Regions from separate parts of the Urocitellus parryii genome. Here region 1 is linked to region 2. The links are chromatin contacts, called in public Hi-C maps. All regions are on one chromosome and are shown on one strand. The core of a region is the stretch at or near the end of the contact, and the rest is flanking DNA. Distances in the headings are between cores, read along the strand shown.

Region 1 (2,700 bases), core at 188-2,687, 140 kb before region 2:
ATAGGGGTGTCTCAAGCATCAGTCTCATATCAATCTCAACAGCCTCTCCCCATTCATTTTTCCCCCACTTAATTCAAACACATCTCAATGCAGGAGATATCTTTCATTATTCCTGCATTGCAAGTGGGAAAACTCAAATTGGAGAAGGCAAAGAGAGGTGATGGTTGATGGTTCTCCTGCTCCCCAGCAGTGCTGTGGCTGCAACAGGCTGTAAAACAGGTCACACCAACAAAGCCAGGTGGCTAGGGACACGGATCAGTGCCTCCAGCTAAGCCAAGCCAGTCAAGCTCCATTAGGTCCCTCTCAAAGTCTTGATCTCCCTAGGGGCTAAAGGAAATAGCTGGAACAAATCTCAAATGGGCGACATCCCTGAATCTGCCTGTTTCCCATTTTGTAAAAGGTGCTCTCGATTCTCCAGTGTTGCGGTTCCCAGAGACCAGTTGGCCCAGCACCTCGGACGCGGTGCCTACAACTCAGTGTCCATGGGAATACTGGGAGGATTCTTCGAGCTCTTCCAGGTCCCTGTCATGGCTCCAGTTCTTTCTGGGAAAGCAAAGCAGCCCCTGAGTCACCTGCTTCTCCTAAGCCACTGTCCTCGCCTTGGGCTCCCATCTCCACCCGCAAGCCCAGACTCCATGGGGGCCAGACATTGCGGCCTCAGGTCCCAAGGTAGAGGCAGTGGCAGAACCCTAGGCAGAGTGGGTGGAAGGCGGAGACGGAGCGGGGCGGAGCCCAGGCACGCCCCGCCCCTCCGGATCTCCGCCAGCCACGCCCCTCCGGGCCGCCAGGTGGGGCCTTCCCAGGGCTGCCCTCCGAGAAGCCTAGACGGTGGAGGCTCGGGCGCTCAGCCTGGGTGAGCGAGCCCGGCGGTGAGGCGCGGCCACCCAGACTCCTGCTCTGCCCCATCTGCCCGGGGGCCTCCGGGCCGGCCAGCCGGCGCTGCGCGTGGGCTGCCTGAGACACGTGGTTTCCTAGGCCCCGCTTTGGGTTTGGAAAAGTTTATGGTTTGGGTTACCGCAGAGGTGTACTCGGGAGGGCAGAAAGAGCTCGAATCGCCGCCACCTCGGGTCGGGCCCCCACCGCGGCCTTCACTGAAGCCGGGGCCCTTTCCTTGACGGTCGTCAGGATTCAATCTCTTTCGAATGGGTGCACACTGCAGAAGAGGCTAACCACGTATCGCAGGCTGGCACGCAGGTACGCGCCGATCACCGCCAACACCTGTTGCAGACGCACCCTCGGAAGCCAGAGGCCTTGAGTCGCTTCCAGACACCCCCGGGTGTACTTCTGCGGCTCTGGTTGGCACACACGGCTAATCCGAATAGGGCTGCCGGTCCCAGCTCGGCGTCACCATCACCCTAGGCAACCCGCCCGGCTTCCGGAACCCGGCCCTTTAAGGAGAGCCCGAGCCTGCGCGTCTTGGTTTCGCGCGCCCGCCCGTGGCTTCGGAGGAACGAACATGGCCCAGGCGGCGCGGGCGGCTGGGGCGGCTCGGGCGCTGTGGCCCGGTCGGTGCGCGTTGGCAGAGAGGCTGGGCGGCCGCCCCTGGCCACCATTCCTCGCGCAGAGCCGGGCGGGCTTCGCGGGGGCTGCTGGTGGCCCGGGGACCCCTGCCGCCGCCGCCCGCAAGGGGAGCCCGCGGCTACTGGGGGCGGCGGCGCTAGCCCTGGGGGGCGCCCTGGGGCTGTACCACACCGCACGGTGGCACCTGCGCGCCCAGGACCTCCGCGCCGAGCGCTCAGCCGCCCAGGTAAGGCCTGGCTGGGCTGTGGATGGAGATTCTGGGATCAGCGACGAAACTAGACTCCTGGGAACCAGTGGGGTCGGGAGTCGCCTCCTCCGCCTGCTTGTGACCTTGGGCTAGCGACTCGGCCTTAGGTGTCAACCGGCAGCCTCCTCATCTGTAAAATGGGGACGCGACTGCTGCTTACTAGCCCAGAACTGTGTGTATTTCTCATGAAATCGTTGTGTCTGAAGCAGCAGCACTTTCATGGAACTAGTGACCCTTTGACTCCAGGCCCTGAAATGAAGGTGTCCCTCCAGCCGGGTGGTGACTCAGCCACCCCTGAGAGCTTGTAGGCTGCACCACTACAGCCCCCTCCTCACTCGGATGCCCCTTTCCTGACCTGGGGTGGGGAGTGGATTAGGCGTGGCACCCTGCCCACCTGTGTCCAGTCCCGGGTTTCCCCTGGGAACCCAACCCTGAGGGAGGTGGTCCTGGCGGCCCTGGTCAGCCCTCCCCCTTGCAGAATTGAGATGGACCAACTGAATTGTGCTGGCCTGGGTACCAAATAGCTCTGTCCCCTCACCCAGAGGTCCCTGGGGTTGGTCCACTGCCGCTGGAGAGAGGCACAGCCTGGGACCGTCCTTTGGGACTGGAGGGAGACCGTCAGTGTCTGCACAGTGTTGGGCAGAGACACTGGAGGGTTCTTCTAAGCAGACCTTCCACAGGTGCTGGCCCTGCCCTGAGGCCTGCCAGCTGGCGGCCTACACCTGGGCCATCCGCCACGGCAGCCCCTTCCCTGCCTGCCACCCTGTTCTCCCCGTATTCTCAGGGTCAACTCAAAAGACTCCCTGGGAAAGGTGTCTGCCCAGGTGGGGCCTGGGCAGGGGTGCCAGGCCTCAGAAGCCCCTCCTCTGCTCCCCCTCAGCTCTCCTTGTCCAGCCGCCTGCAGCTGACCCTGTACCAGTACAAGACATGTC
Region 2 (2,700 bases), core at 101-2,600:
AGAGGTGGCAGGAAGCCTAGAGGTTTGGGCCAGGCCAAAGGAAGGCAGCTACTAACTGTCCCAAAACATCATTATCTCCACTCCTCAGGGCTGACCCCAATCATGGCCCCTTTAAGCCCCAGAGGGCGATTATCAGTTCCTTCCCCTATGCAACCCTTGGGAGAGGGAAGTTGTCTCAGGGGCCCCTAAAGACAGTGACAGACCTAAAGAACCCAAGAAGACATTCTGTCCCCAGAGAGTGAGCTATGCCAGATTCCCACCTCATCTATCGCCCAAGCTCCTAGTAGAGACAGCAGAAGCTGAATGAGTCACATCTCCCACTCTGTGCCAAGCCCCATTCTGGGTGCTGGGGATACAGTCATGACCATAGACCCTACCTTCAGTGAGTTCACAGGTAAGCAGGCCCAGGCCATGGAGCAAATCAGCTAATTCAAATACAGCAGTGTGACAGAAACACATGTGGGGGCACAGGGGAGCCCTTATCTCCAGCTAGAAAAAGCAGCTTCCTGTGGACAGTGTGGCATCTGGTGAGACCTGATGGGTGAGAAGCAGCCACCTCAGGCACTGAAAGCATCAAAGATGATCTGGCCCAATCTCCCCTTGTTCTCAGAGGAAAGCACCTCCAAGACAGGATAGACCTGCCCACAGGGACTGTCAGAAACCTGTGACACCCTGGGCCGTAGGTGCAGTTGATGAAAGGAGGAGTCACCTGGATGGCCAGGAAAGCCAGGCCATAGTGGGTTGGGTGTCCCCCTCTGCAACTGAAATCGAAATCTCAGACCAAGGCAAGAGGATTGCTAGTTTGAGGTCAGCATTGGCAATTCAGTGGGACCCTCTCTCTAGAAATAAAAAGCGCTGGGGATGTAGCTCAGTGGGAGAACGACCCTAAATTCAGTTCCCACACCGAAAAAAAAAAAAAACGAAACAAAAAAGTCCTCCTCAGTGAACACGCTTTGCACTCCTTCCCTAAGCAGACAAATTAGGGCCTGGGAACCAGGGAGTGGGGTCCCAGGTTCCAACGTCGGATTCATCACCCGCTGCGATTATTATCTTTGGAAGACGGGACTTCACACCCGAAACCCCTTCTAGCTCTGGCTTTGGGCCTATGGGATGTTTAGAGATGGACTTTTTGGAGGAGCGGGTCTGAGAGGAGTGTGGCCACCAACGCAGTCGGAGTTCCCGGCTCGGTTCCACTCCCTAGGGAGATTCGGGAAGCAACCCGCGTTACAATCCTCTTGAACAACTACATTTCCCGACATGCAAAGGGCGGGGGCGGCCTCCGGTCGCGGGTGATATGGGCCTGGGCGTGCTATGGACTACGACTCCCAGCGTGCTCCGTGGCCCAGGGCCGGAAGGTCCCGGATCCGGAATTGAATGTGGTTCACTGCTCAAGTGGCGGAGCTGGAGGGAAATGGTGAGGCTGAGGCCGGGTGCCTGTGGGGTCGGAGGCGTCTGGGGGTGGGACTGGGGGGTGCTCGGGAGCGGAGGCTTGGGCACTCGGAGCCGGATTGCTCTCTCCTGGCCCGTGTACGGGTGAAAATGCTGAAGCCCTGCGGGAGCGCCTGGAGATGATGCAGAATCCGCCACTCTGTACAGCTGTTGAGTGAATGAGAAGTTTAGAGCGTAAATTGGCCGCGATGCCTCTTCCAGTAATGCACCTAAATGGATAGTCGCTTCGTCTTCTGAGCCCTCCCTTTTCTCCAGGCCACAGGGACAGACCAGGTGGTGGGACTCGGTCTTGTTGCTGTTAGCCTGATCATCTTCACCTACTATACCGCCTGGGTGATCCTCTTGGTATGTCTGCCTCCTCCGCCCTCGGCTCACCTTCCCCCATCCCTGGATCTTGAAGTCGACCCCTTACACCATGTGAGCAGCTGCTACGTGCCAGGCACTATGCGGGCTGCTTTACTTGCCTTATGTCATGAAGTCTCCAGAAAGCACTAAGAAGGTGCTAGTGGGGTCTGCATTTTGTAGATGATGAAGCTGAGGCCCAGAGAGAAAGGTCTGGCCCAAGTTTGCCTGGCTACACTTGGAAGGTTGCACAACATTGGGAAGCCCTGATGCGGGTTTGCTTTGCTTTTGAGGGGGGTTCTGCACTTCCTTTAGCCGGCTGGCTCCTGAGTATATTGAGAAACCATGGGTTTTATGAGGACTTTAGGGGGGTTTTGTTTTGTTTTCATATGGTATAAAATCTGCTTAATAAGTGCAGTGTGTTTGGAAGACAAACTCATAACTTGATATCCTGTAGAGAAAAAATATTAGTAAAAAACGACCTGGGAACCCAGACTGGGAATTTCTGGTGAGGCCCGTAGCTAGACTCTCTTAGGGCAGGTCCTTTGTCTTCTGTTCACTGCTGGCTCCCCAGCACTAACCTAGCACAGGCACTGAGCAAGTGCTCAGCAAACAACTTTTAGATGATCAGAGGAAGCAAATGGCAACACCCAAAATGCTATCATCTTAAAGAAAAGCAAATGCTGTCCCAGTGCTCTGAATGGAGTCAGTCCTTTGGAGGAGATGGGATGTTTGGGCTTGGGGGCTGGGCAGGGTGAGCAGTGCTCATCAGAGCTCTGCCCCTCATGCCAGCCATTCATCGACAATGAGCATGTCATCCACAAGTTCTTCCTCCCTCGAGCGTATGCTGTTGCCATCCCCCTGGCCGCGGGTCTCTTGCTGCTCCTGTTTGTGGGTAAGTCATCAGCC

What was found. A called contact is a pair of places that touch in the nucleus more often than the background predicts.
Region 1: a Hi-C map of liver shows a contact between it and region 2, with 5 times the contacts expected there. The contact joins the promoter of Ptges2 here to the promoter of Dpm2 in region 2. A contact is called at or near these places in 2 of 2 Hi-C or Micro-C datasets (liver and muscle).

The regions. Positions count from the first base shown.
Region 1 is chr4:204,198,758-204,201,457 of mUroPar1.hap1, reverse strand. Ptges2 (prostaglandin E synthase 2) reads left to right here and starts at 1,437. Exons shown (of 7, transcript XM_026386491.2): 1 at 1,437-1,747; 2 at 2,649-2,700. The coding sequence starts at 1,457.
Region 2 is chr4:204,057,991-204,060,690 of mUroPar1.hap1, reverse strand. It overlaps Dpm2 (dolichyl-phosphate mannosyltransferase subunit 2, regulatory), which reads left to right and starts at 1,350. Exons shown (of 4, transcript XM_026386478.2): 1 at 1,350-1,414; 2 at 1,705-1,794; 3 at 2,584-2,686. The coding sequence starts at 1,412.